Regions from separate parts of the Mus musculus genome. Here region 2 is linked to region 1. A link is a contact called in public promoter capture Hi-C data. All regions are on one chromosome and are shown on one strand. The core of a region is the stretch at or near the end of the contact, and the rest is flanking DNA. Distances in the headings are between cores, read along the strand shown. Region 1 holds the start of Snx31 (sorting nexin 31). Region 2 has its middle 30 kb from the start of Pabpc1.

Evidence for each region. Promoter capture Hi-C pulls out the DNA fragments that hold promoters and counts their contacts.
Region 2: a contact with region 1 is called in a promoter capture Hi-C map of hematopoietic stem and progenitor cells, with 2.0 times the contacts expected there. The contact joins the enhancer-like site here to the promoter of Snx31 in region 1. A contact is called at or near these places in 5 of 39 promoter capture datasets (the 3T3-L1 cell line, cranial neural crest, embryonic stem cells and 2 more), 1 of 484 Hi-C or Micro-C datasets (B cells) and 3 of 9 other capture datasets (adipose tissue, liver and pancreatic islet).

The regions. Positions count from the first base shown.
Region 1 is chr15:36,553,175-36,559,505 of GRCm38.p6, reverse strand. Snx31 (sorting nexin 31) reads left to right here and starts at 3,933. Exons shown (of 14, transcript NM_001347022.2): 1 at 3,933-4,058; 2 at 4,172-4,246. The coding sequence starts at 3,993.
Region 2 is chr15:36,635,611-36,642,394 of GRCm38.p6, reverse strand. No RefSeq gene overlaps it. Among named protein-coding and RNA genes, the nearest start is that of Pabpc1, 30 kb to the right of the region's middle. Within about 2 kb of position 1,479, at least 112 of the 459 cell types and tissues checked have an H3K27ac peak or open chromatin away from gene starts, as enhancers often do. A contact at or near this core is called in hematopoietic stem and progenitor cells, where this site is marked.

The DNA.
Region 1 (6,331 bases), core at 2,684-5,183:
CCTCAGCTGACACTTCCACTCTGAGTCCCTGGCTCTGATAAACTTCCTGTCCCTAGACTCAACTGTTGTGTCTGCTTCCGTGTAAGACTGTAGATGTTGGGACGATATCTAGCAGGTCTACCGTGGGTCCCACAGCCCAGGCCAGATTCCAGAGACACAGGAGATATATGCAGTATGAACCACCTCTCCCCTCTTGGCTGAAGGCCAGGCCACCTTCTGAGTTCCTCACTGAGGAGCCAACCTTCACCTTGCCCTACCACTCCCTGCCTGAAGATGCAGAAAGGCCGGTTGTGCCCAGTTTGTGTGTATTTAACCCAAGTCACAAATGCCATAGCTGAGTGGTTGCATTGGTTCAGCAGGTTGTCCTCATTTACAGTGCACCTGGTATGGCTGAAGATATAATTCCTTGACCCCAGCCCTGACTCTCATTTCTGTTGAAGAATCAAAATCCTCTTCATGGGTGTCCACAGGCAGACAGGAGGTCTGCTCCTCCTGTTTCCCAGGATGCTGTGGAGCATCTGTAATCCAGGAGCATCCTCAGGAGCCAACCAGAAACAGTGACTTCTGCAGCAAGGAAGGCCTTCTTCGAGAACCCTAGGGCTCAGAAAGGAGTTGCTGTGGTTCCCAGCAATGCTATGGAGGGAGGAGATCTGTCTCTGCTTTTAACCTGGAAACCTGGATGCTATTCCCCAAAAATCACATGTTCTTGGTTTTCACTAATTTATTTGCAAAAACCAAAAATGTTTCATTTATTATTTTTTTTTAAAATTAGGCCAAATGAGCTCTGATCTTCTATTGTTGGAATAGAGACCAAACTCACACCCAAGAACCCTGTCAGCAGCTGGGTGATGTGGAGCAGAGATAGACAGAGGGACAGAGACAGAGAGAGACAGAGAGACAGAGGGACGGCAGGTAGAGTGTAGGGATCACAGACCTATGAGGCATGGTGTCATGCTCCCCCCTTTCCCCCCCCTCCCATATCCCTGCATACCTTGCCAAGTGACCTAGTTTGGTTTTCCCATTCTCCTCTCAGGGTTTGAGTGTTTGTCCCTTGACAGCTGCAGGTCCTTGTTAGGTTCTTGAAATGCACAGTACCTCAGCTCCCAAGAAGGGGGCAGAACAGCATCTGTCTCCAGCCATGGCTCTGGCTGGGTGACTAATGACCTAATGTGAAGATGCTAACTCTTTAAAGTTTACAATGGTGGAAAAGCAATGTGCATTCAGCAGAAACACACTATAATAAAAAATTAATACTTTTTCAGTGTTTTAATCCCCGTCCCCCATTTACTGTGATAAGAATATTTTGAGGAAAGCACCTTAAAGGAGACAGGTCAGTCTGTGATGGTGGAAAAGCCAAGGTCACAGGCATGTGAAACAGCTCATCACATCCCACCCACACTCAGGAAACAGAGAATGATGCACATGAGCCTACCTCTGACACCTTCTGCGGCCTCGGATCCTGGCTAGGGAATGGCAACACCCACAGTGGGCAGGCCTCCCCAAATCAACCACTGCAGTCAGAATAACTCCCGCAGGCATGCTCAGAGGCCCATCTCCCAGATGATTTTTAGATCCTGCCAACTTGAGAATTAACACTGACCACCACAACTGGCTGTCGGCACATGGTCCAGCCCTCCCTGAGACTGTGGGCAGTGGAAGCTTGCACTTAGCTGCTGAATCATGACACTACCACATGCTGTCTCTCTAAGCTAGGGAACACACTTTAAATGCACTAACCACTTACCACTGTGTTCCTAACTTACCTTAGACTTATGAGGAATTAATCTCACCACAAACTGAGTAGTATTCTTCCATAAAGTTGTAAGAAGTATTTAGCCTAAAGTAATATTTGTAAAATATTAATGATAAGCCCCAAACTCACTCTATGTAAGTAATCCAAGTGAGCATACCAATAGAGCTAGATAAACACTTTGTGACATAGATATACAGCGGAATACTACTTAGCAATGAAAAAGGATGCAAATTATAAAATGCAACACCACTAAGCAAAAATAAATAAATAAATAAATAAATAAATAATTTAAAAAGAAGTGCAAACTCTGCATATGAGCTAGAGGAATCTCTAAATAACTATGCTGTGCAGAGGGAGCTGGGCCACACAGTACACACAGCCTGATTCCACTTATATTCAAAATGGTAAACTAAGCTATCATGACAAATCAGGTGACCTGCTGCTTGTGCTGAGGGAGGTGGGGGGAATTGGGAGACCTGAGCCTGGGACTCACAGAGTGGAAGGAGAGAACAGAGTTCTGTGAGTTGTCCTGTGACCTCAACACATTCTAGTAAATCCAGTACAAATGAGTAAATCTAACTTTAAAATAATTTAAAAGTTCCAAAGTCATGCTGATAGAATGATGGTACAAATACTATTATTTTTAATTTTTAAAAATTATTTTAATTATATTTTGTATATGAGTGTTTTGCCTCAATGGGTGTCTGTGCTGTGCACATGCCTGGTGCCCAAGGAAGGCAAAAACAACATCAGATCTCCTAGAACTGGGGTTATAGACAGCTGTGAGCTGTCATGTAGGTGCTGGGAATTGAACCCATGTTCTCTAGAAGAGCAGTGTGCTCTTACTCTGGCCTGTTTCTCCAGGTTTCCAAATGTGGTCCTTGAAGAGGAGGTCTCTGGGCATTGGTGAGAGCGTCAGACCACTTCCTTTTTTTCCCTGCTTGACCACTTTCAAATTCTGCAGTCAGGAGATCAATAACGCTGGTGCGAAGCTGACTCTTCTTTTGTTCCTTCCCGTCCCCTGGTCCCCTGTCGGAGGTGCCGCTCAGTCTGTTGACAGACAACTCACAGATGTACCCAGAGGTTTAGCTCCTAGGTGATTCTAAATCCCACCAAGTTCACAATCAGTTTTTACCATATTCACAAGTTAATAGAATTAATCAATATCAACAGTGAAAAACCAAGAAGTCGGTGAAAGATTCTGGGAACAAAGATTCCTAAGAACCCAGCCACGGAGAGCGGTATCTACTCAAGAACAGGGCTTCCCCAGGTAAGAGAGACCCAGGCCACATCCATGTTTTAAATTTCCTATAATGAGAGAAAGAAGACTTAAAAAACAAGAATAAGACAACAAGCCACTTCCAATCAAAAAAATAAAAATCATATGTACAAAACAGCAACAATAAACCATCAAAGCAGTGTTACATATGGACTGCACACCATGATACATTTTAAAAAGGTTAAGACAAAAACAAAACAAGAAACAAACAAAAAAACCCTGAGCCTAATGCTCCTGTGATAGGGTACTTCCAAGGTATACCTCCTTTCCCCTTTCTAATCTTAATCCACAGTATACTGTAGCCAGCGCTGGGGTGATGGGAAACTCCCAAATCATCAAGGCACCCTCCGTAGAAAATGCCAGGAGATCCGGTATGAGGCGGATCTGAATGCCATCTCATCCCCCTCACTCTGGAAGTGGACATTCTGTTGGTCACAGACAGGAGACCTGGCCCCTGAAGTGGCCCCTGGAGAAGCTCTGTTTCCTTAGGCAAGCTGCCTGGCTCTGATGATTTGGGGCAGGGTTGGATCAGTGACTTTCTGGCAGCTGTATAAAATGTTCATGTGGCTAGAGACAGGATTCTTAACTTTTGTGGGCTGAGCTCTCTGAAAATGAATTCGACACTGTCCCTCCCTCCCTGCACCACAGAGGCACGTTTTCCTCCTCAAAAGTCTCTAAAATTCCAGCCTCTGGCCTCCAGGGTGACCCTGGCCTGAGATCTGGCATCCCTGAGGTCCCTCTGAACCCTGATTGTGTGCGCACGTCTCTAGTCCAGCCTGAGAATCAGGCTGAGGTTTAGTGGAGGGAGCGGGGCGGGGCGGAGCGGGGCGGGGTGGGGCGGAGCCAGGCGCAGACCCCGCCCACCCGCAGACCCAAGGCAGGAGTGGGAGCTCAGGACCCAGCCCAGACTCTAGGCGGCAGGTCCTGTTCTCCACGCTGTCCCTGGTCATCGCCAGAGCCATGAAGATGCACTTCTGCATCCCGGTGTCCCAGCAGCGGCCAGACGCGCTGGGGGGCCGCTACGTGGTGCGTCTGGGGCCCGGGGTCGGTTGGGTGGGGAGGGGCTCGGTGACCCTGGGCACCTCCTACCCCAGTCCTCATCCTCGCCTAGGATAACAGGCGGGTGTCTGTGCTTTCAGTTGTACTCCGTGTACCTGGACGGGTTCCTCTTCTGCAAAGTACGCTACAGCCAGCTGCACCGCTGGGATGAACAGGTGAGCTTGGATTGTGTTACTCTGAAAGACATTGGACTGTGTGTGTGTGGGTGTGGTGGTGGTGGTGGTGGTGGTAGAGGAGGAGGGCTGGCTACAGGCTCCTGATTTGTGAACTATAGGCACTCTTTAAATCCCAGAGCTATCTCCTATACCAACATCTTCAACTTCAGGTCAGCCTTATAACATGAACAAGACCATAATGACCAGTTGCAGAGTAATAGCCTTCCTCTAGCCTCTTGCGCTCAGAGCCCTCAGACCTATCCCAGAGTAGAGTCAACTGGGACAAGTGTGCTTTGTACAGCTTCTAGTTCTAACACGGTCTTATCTGGCCCACCTTTCCAAGTCCCTTTGTTAGCAAACCCAAGACTCATGAGCTACATCGATACAGATTGGCTTGTGGTAGTCAGAAAGTGTCACAAGACTCAAAAGCATCTTATGCAATCTAGGGGGGGTTTCTGGGAGACTGACTGGGGCTTGGGAAGGGACTGGTCCAGGAGCTGTCTTCCAAGCAGAGGATGTGACAGTGGCAGATAGGAACAGGGGGTGTAAATAGGCAAAGAGGAAGAAGATAAAAGTCAGGCAGGGTGGCACATTCCTGTAGTCCTAGCCCATGGAAGACTGAGGTGAGGGATAGAGAAATCAAGACCAGCCTGGGCTACACAGACTTGTCTCAGACCTAAAAGAAAAGAGTGTGAGGGGGCTGGTGAGATGGCTCAGTGGGTAAGAGCACCCGACTGCTCTTCCGAAGGTCCAGAGTTCAAATCCCAGCAACCACATGGTGGCTCGCAACCATCCGTAACAAGATCTGACTCCCTCTTCTGGTGTGTCTGAAGACAGCTACAGTGTACTTACATAAAATAATAAATAAATCTAAAAAAAAAAAAAAAAAAAAAAAGAAAAGAGTGTGAGGTGGATAGGAAAACCAGATTAGCTCAGAATGATGGGGGAGCTGGGGAGGCCAGCACCTGGCAAGGGGAGCACCCAATGGTCTGCAAGGCTTTTGGAGTTCCCCTCTTGCTGATGCTCCCTGTGCAACGGGGTCCCCACAAGCTGACATTGCCTTCACAGGCTTCTTCAGAGCTGGGGAAAGTATCCCAGGCAAATCACGGGGGCGTCAGTTAAACTGGCTGTATTTATCTAAAGGCACAGAGAGCTGAGCCAGCCAGAGAGCTCACACAGCAGATGTTACCAGGGTTCAACATCAGAGGGTCAGCTGCAGCCCTTGAGGGGGTTTTGCTGGGGACAGGGCTGCAGCTGATGCTGTCAGAGAGCACAGGTCACATGGCACCTCACAGAGACCCTTCTTTTTATCAGACTCAGCCTTTTATGAATTACCCTGGCTGACAAGAACTCAGGAACGTGCCACCTGGACAGGAACTCCTTCTTATTCCTACAGGATAGAAAGTCAATTCTTTAATTTTTTTGAAACAGTCTTACTATGTAGCTCTGGCTGTCCTGGACCTCCTCACTATGAGAGATCTGACCCTGCCTCCCAGGGCTGGGATTAAAGGTGTGTGTGCCTCTGTGCCTGGTTAAATTCAATCCTACAGCCAAATCCCTTGTTAGCAAAGTTATAACCTTTATTTAACATAATACACATAGAGTGTCACACAGAGCTTATAAGGAAATAAACTGGCAAGGACTTTATACGCCCCTCTTAAGTATACACAGCCTTTCCTTTTTTATGGTACCTTATATTTGGTCAGACTAATAAGAATTTGGGGCTAGCAAGATGGCTCAGCGGCACTTGCTGCAAAGCCTGTTAACTTGAGTTCAATTCCAGGAACTCATGTAGAAAACCACTAACTCCTGCAAGTTGTCCTCTGACCTCACGCATGAGCTCCCACTCCACAATCAAATAAATGGAATTATAAAAAATTAAAAGGATTTTGGGACCATTCCACTTCCACCAGAGAGAGGGAGAGGGAGAGGGAGAGGGAGAGGGAGAGGGAGAGGGAGAGGGAGAGGGAGAGGGAGAGGGAGAGGGAGAGGAAGCAGGCTGTGGTGGCCCATACCTTTAATTCTAGCACTTGGGAGGCAGAGAGAAATGGGGATTTCTGAGTCCAGCCTAGTCTACAGAGAGCC
Region 2 (6,784 bases), core at 230-2,729, 85 kb before region 1:
TTTCACTTTTTATTTTAAGACAGTCTTATGATGTTGCCTAGGATCTTCCTGCCCCAGCAGACTGAGCTCAGAAACTACTTCTCAAGGGCACCCCTTCCTCTGTCCTGTGCCCCTTCCTCTGGTCTGCGCCCCTTCCTCTGGTCTGTGCCCCTTCCTCTGTCCTGTGCCCCTTCCTCTGGTCTGTGCCCCTTCCTCTGGTCTGTGCCCCTTCCTCTGGTCTGTGCCCCTTCCTCTGGTCTGTGCCCCTTCCTCTGGTCTGTGCCCCTTCCTCTGTCCTGTGCCCCTTCCTCTGTCCTGTGCCCCTTCCTCTGGTCTGTGCCCCTTCCTCTGGGATGTGCCCCTTACTCCGGCACGTGCACCTTGACTGTAGCTCTCCTCAGTCTGGCAGAGGCTGTTAGCTCTCTGTCAATACATTGCCTTTATTTTTCGTTGGTATAGAATCCCACATTTTAGCTGGAGTCAGAACCTCTTATAGGAAGATTACATTTCCCAAGGTTTCTCACTGCTATGTAATAAACCTCTTGACTCCACAGCTGCAAAACTAGCTTCTTGAAAGTGAAGCTCCAACTTCAAGAACTTTCTTGGAAAGAAATGGCATGTACTGTCACTGCTCCTTTCTGCCTGGCCACAGGCTGGTCCTGAATTTAGACAAATGAGGACAGAATACTTGGTTCAGTGTTTCCCAAACATAAATGTGTCACCCAAACACAAGCGTGGATGGACCCCAATGTGGCGGCGCATGCCTGTGAACTCAGAACATAAGAGGCATCAATAGAGATTGTGAAGAGTTTGAGGCCAGCCTATGCTACCTGCTGAAGCCCAGTTTCAGAACTGCCAAAACATAACAACAACACAATTAAATGAAACACAAATTGGTGGCTGGGCCCCAGCCATGGAGTTTCTGATTTGGCTTCAGAGTCGGTGATATCTGAAAATTACATTTCTGGTGCGTTTCCAGAAGGTGTTGATGCTGCCGGCACAGTGACTTCTGACTAAGGACGGCTGCCTTAGAGGACTATAGAGAAACAAGCCTCAAGGGGCCATTTCCCTTCTGTGGCTCATGACCATGCCCCTTTAAACCGATATGAGAAAGAGTGAAATCTGCTTGGGTCTTATCAGGAGTCTCTGATACAGGCGGTTTATATCCAAATAAAGCTTCCCGGGTCCATTGAAATCATCTTTCCAAACCTCTAAGCTTCCGGTCTTCTTAGCACTTAGCACAGTTCAACTCAACCAGCACATCTGGATGAAAACTGGGCACCGGAATGGCAAACTGGGGAGCTATGTGATTTTTCTCTGCCCCCGGCCACAGGCCAGCCTTTCCGGGCTCAGGGGAGAAAGCCCACCCCTGAGTACAGCCTGCTTCCCTGTCTTGGTGACCTGGCTATGATGTGAGCAGTTAGTCAGCAAATAGTCTAACTCCCTCCTTGTTGACAGAGCCAAGGTCACACCCTGCTGTGACAGCCTGCATCTGTGACAGTCAGCCCTGTAACCTCTTCCGGAGAAGAAGGCTGGGGCTTGGTTAAAACCACATTCATCCTCTTTCCCTATAGGTGATGGTTTCTCTCTTTTCTCTTTCTCCTCTTCATTTCCATTTTTCTTTTTCCTTCTGCTCAGCCTTTTGAGACTGAGTTTTACTATAGCCCTAGCTGGCATAGAGCTTGCTGTATAGACCAGGCTGGCCTGGAACGTATGGCCACCTCAGCCTCCCAAGTGGCAGGATTTCAGAGGCTCACCAGCGTGCTCTGTTCTGCTGTCTCTCCCTCACCCTTCTTTTCCTTTTAATGACTAGACCTCACAAGAGTCCAGGCCAACTAAGCTGGATCTATAGCCCAGACTGACCCTGAACTCATGACCACCTTCCCAGCCTCCCAAATGCTGGGATTACAGTCATGAACCTCTGTGCTGGCTCACAAGTGTTGAGTTTTAAGTAGAATGTTTTACCACAAAGTCTGCTTCAGTGTGCACTTAGCGAGACTGCCTACAACACAGCCCGAGAGTACAAGGAACCAGACCTGGTCCATGAAGGATCACAGCTCCATGCCAGGCTGGAATGTCCACTCTCAGGGAAATTCAAGCTCCTTAGTGTGGTGTTCAAGGCTCTTTACTGTTTGACTCCAGCTTTCTCGCCTCCCTTATTCTCCTCACTGGTCATGGCCCTGTTGAGCAGCTGTGCCAAGCACTTGCTCTGGAGGCTCTGCCAAGCATGTCCTCTTCCTTCTTCATGGACCTCCCGAGCACAGCTCAAGGGTCCCCTCGGCTGCGGTGCTTCCCAGAAAGCCCTGGGTAGAAAAGAGAAGCACAGAGAAATGAATGGAGCCCAGGAGTTTACCAGGCCTGAGTTCAAATCCCAGCTCCACGACATGTGGAGAATTTTGTCTCTTCACTTCCTGTCCTTATTGCCTCAATGGGTTGTAAACTAAATAAAATCTGCAGGTCACCTAGACCAGTGTTCCTTAGCATCCTGTCAAGACGCAAAGTCTGAATCAGCGGGTCTGAGGTGGAGCCTGGGACTCTGCATTTCTCACAGGTGCCCAGGTAGTACGGCTGCTGGAAGCCCATGCACCATGCACCGGGTCCTTAGCCTAAGGGAAGAACTCACGGACATTTGCTCCTAACCCCATCCCATCCTTCCTCCTTCCTCCTGGCACCCACAGCATTTTAGCCGCACCCATGTATACAATGCTTAAGACTTCGGGTTTCAGTTAGCTGTTGTCTGCCTGTGTCTTTCACCAGGAAAGGGCCAGGCTTACAAGTGGAGATTAATGTGTTTTTTGAACTAAGCTTTAGAAAATGCAAATAAAAATGCCCACTCTTGTAGACAAGAATGGGAATGAGCAGATGTGATCGGTTGAGACGGAACGTGGGGAATATGCATCGTGTGCCGCACATAGGAACTGTTTGTCTATCTGCTTTCCATTCTGCAGTGGCTCTGATTTATGCAGCGGAAGCATGTTCACTTGTGGCTGCAGCTCAGACTCTGGTGATTACTAAAACAAAACAGAACCAACAAAAAACCCAAAGCCAGATTCGTCTCTAGTCTAAAACTTGAGCGGTTCATCCTTTCCAGGAGAGCAAGTGTGACATTCCACCTCTGATAAGAAGCAATGGAATGATCCCAGTGGGAAAGATGTGTTTTTCCATCACATCAATGCATCTATCAATCATCAATCAATCACAAGCAGGCTCTGAGAAGCACCTCTCTCCAGGTGGCACTTGGTTTGCAAATGACCTTTTCTTATCTACCGCCCCACAGATCTCAAGGGAGGCTAACCTCATCATCTCCGGCCTGTTTGATGGATATGACGTTCAGACAGGCCAGAGATGAGGAGAAGGAGGAAATATCACAGGATGTAGACTGCAGCAAATCAGAACACTTTTCTCACCCACGCGTGATCTCTAGATACACGTGTGTTCTGGAAGTCTCAGACACAGAGGAGACTTGTGACCTGTTTTCTGGGGATATGAGTACTTGTTATTTGTTTGTGGGATTTTCTTTTGAGACAGGGTCTCTCTATTATGTAGCTCTGGCTGTCCAGGCATTCACATAGACCAGGCTGTCCTAGAACTTCCAGAGATCTGCCTGCCTCTCCTGGCTGAAACACTTTTTAAAGGGAATAAATAAATAACGTCTTACTTTATGGCTCAGGCTGGCTTTGAACTGCAAGGCTCAAGTTCAGTTGCCTTCCTGCCTCCAGAAGCTGCATGAGAGTTGCACACCCCAGTGCCCAGCATTGTATAGGAAATGACACTGAAGACTGGTGTGGGTTAAGACAACCAAAGGAGGAGGACTGAGAGAAACCAGCTTGCCTAGTGGCTAGTAACATCATCGCCCAAAGCCAAGGATCAGGAGGAAAAGTCAGAGATAGGTTAAAAGTGGGAGCCACTAAGGAGCCCAGGAGATCATAGGAAAATGCTTGCCTCAGAAGTTAAATCCCCAGAACCATATTTGCTTGTTTGTTTGTTTATTTGCTTGTTTGTTCAATTCCCAGCAACTACATGGTGCCTTACAACCATCTGTAATGGGACCTGATACCCTCTTCTGGTGTCTGAAGACAGTTACAATGTACTCATAGATTACAATAAATATTTTTTTTTAAAAAGAGCCGGGCGGGCGATGGTGACGCACACCTTGAATCCCAGCACTCGGGAGGCAGAGGCAGGTGGATTTCTGAGTTCGAGGCCAGCCTGGTCTACAAAGTGAGTTCCAGGACAGCCAAGACTGCACAGAGAAACCCTGTCTCGAAAAAACCAAAAAAAAAAAAAAAAAAAAAAAAAAAGAAAGAAAGAAAGAAAGAAAGAAAGAAAGAAAGCAAGCAAGCAAGCACAAACATGGAAGCCACACTGGAGTAGGAGGGACTTGAGGTCACTTCCGAGTTTGCAAATGACCACCTCTGGAGTGTTTGAACCCAGTGCTCAGCTTGATCCCTAGACTGACTCATGGATGAGCACATGTCCCAGGAAACTGCTGGTCCAAAGCTGGAGGGCATGGAGCCAACCCGGGCTCGCTCTCACTCTCGCTGTGTATGTGTGTCTGTTTGTCTCTGTCTTGCTCTGTCTGTCCATCTGTGTGTCTGTTTGCCTCTGTCTGTCTGTCTCTCTGTCTTGCTCTGTCTGTCTGTCTGTGTGTCTGTTTGTCTCTCTCTGTCTGTCTGTCTCTCTCTGTCTGTCTCTGTCTGTGTGTGTGTGTGTGTAAGTGTGCGTGCGTGCACGCATGTGAGTATGGATGCCATGGCATGCATGTGGAAGCCAGAGGACACCATGAGAGAAGTCTGTCCTCTCTTTCCACCGTGTGGGTTCCTGGAATCAAAGGTGGGTGGCCAAGCCTGGTGAGAAGTATACTGACCTACTGAGTCATCTCGCTGCCTAATTTTATTTTTATTTTCTTAAAAGATTTTATTTATTTTATATTTGTGACAAGTACACTGTAGCTGTGTTCAGACACACCAGAAGAGGGCATCGGATCCCATTACAGATGGTTGTGAGCCACCATGTGGTTGCTGGGAATTGAACTCAGGACCTCTGGAAGAGCAGTTAGTGCTCTTAACTGCTGAGCCACCTCTCCAGCCCCTTATTTTTATTTTCTATTATGAGTAGTTATAACAATGGTCCACCCACAGGGTACCTGCTAATCGACTTATCTTCTTACTAGATTGCTTGACTGTTCAGGATTGAAACTGTGTGATTGGCCTTAACACCTTTCATGCTTATCATAAAAGCGATACTAAATTCCAATAAATACTTGAAAGACAAACAAATGAATAGCTTTTAAGAACAGAAAATACAGTGGACAGATAATAACCCTAGAAGAATAAGCCTGGGATTCTTAGCTCAGGGCCAAGAAGTGAACAAGCAGTCTGAATGTGTTGCGTTCTTCCAGCTGGTGAAGCCAGTCCACCAAGGACTTGGGCCGGGGTACCCACTACTCACCGTGACATCACACTGCCAACCTTTGATGCTAGAGAACTGGTTCCACATGCCCCGTGCTTACCAGATCCCACAGGTACTCTATCTCATATGAACCTGTACTGTATGTGTGTACAACCTGCACACACCTCCCACAAACTTTAAATCACATAGAATACCCACTACAAGGTAAATGCTATACAAATAGTACTGTATTGTTCAGAGGATGGCGAGGACAAAGTCAGTACAAAATCAGTACAAATGCAACATGGTTTTCTAAATACTTCCCAGCCTCCATTGGTGAAGTCTACGAATGTAGAACCCTGGGCTGTGGAAGGCAACTTCCTGCCTTACTGTTTGAGATCAGACAGACCTGGCTGCAAACTCAAATAACATCACACGGGCCACCGGCTTTGTTAAAGCCCTGGATGCCTTTGCCTGCTTCTTTTTATATAAAACAGTGAACAATGTTCACTTTGAGTCATTCCAAAGCGCCAAGGTGTAAGGGTGTAAGGGACCTAAAGTGTGTGGCATGCAGGTGATAGTCTGTAACCTGAAATGGATTATGAATAGATAATAATACTAAGCCACAAGCTTGGGCAAGGTCGGGATGAAGCTGGGGAGATTGTCAGGGAGATGGTACCAAGGGCAGGTCTGTGAGAGAGCATGGCTCAGGAAGTTCAGGTGAGCTTGCTCACAGGTGTGAACATTCCTCTTGTTGGTGGGTAGTTCCTGTCATTGGGTGATCCAAGTGGCTTGAGCTTTGTCAGGCTAGAGCCTGTCGCTGCTGGTAAACACACGTAGCTGAGGGGGGAAGTCTGAGCCTTCAATGCAGGCTCCAAGCTACCTCCTCAGCCACGTGTCCCAGCATTCCTAGGCACCTTCGTAAATGCCTTGCCCCCAGGTCCTGGACCCGCTCATATCTATAACCTTTCTCGTTCTTTCTGCCTCTGACATTTTGACCACTTCATCTCTGGTGTAGCCTGAGCTCAGAAACCTCTAGCAAGAGTTTCTGGAAGGCTCAGAGTCAGGGAAAGAAAAGAAAGGTTTTGGTTTTTGATGGCTTTCTGTTGATCCCCATGAGGGATTCTGACACGGGAGGAGAGAGATGTTTTGGTGGGCTGTCCTGAAACTGTGCTCTAGGATCCTGTAGGCAAACATCCTGTCTGTTGATGGTGCTGCGAGAGCTTGCATGTAACAAGTACGTGTATGGTATGTAGAGCATCTCACTCGTTATCTATACACAGAGGCCGTCGGCTGGGAGCCTGCCTGCAAGGAGTTCACTCAGCAGTGTGACAGGCAGTGAGTCCACTCTTACAGCTGCTGCTTAAGGATCTTTAAAATGACAGAAGCTTTTCTCCAAGTTCGTCCCACATTT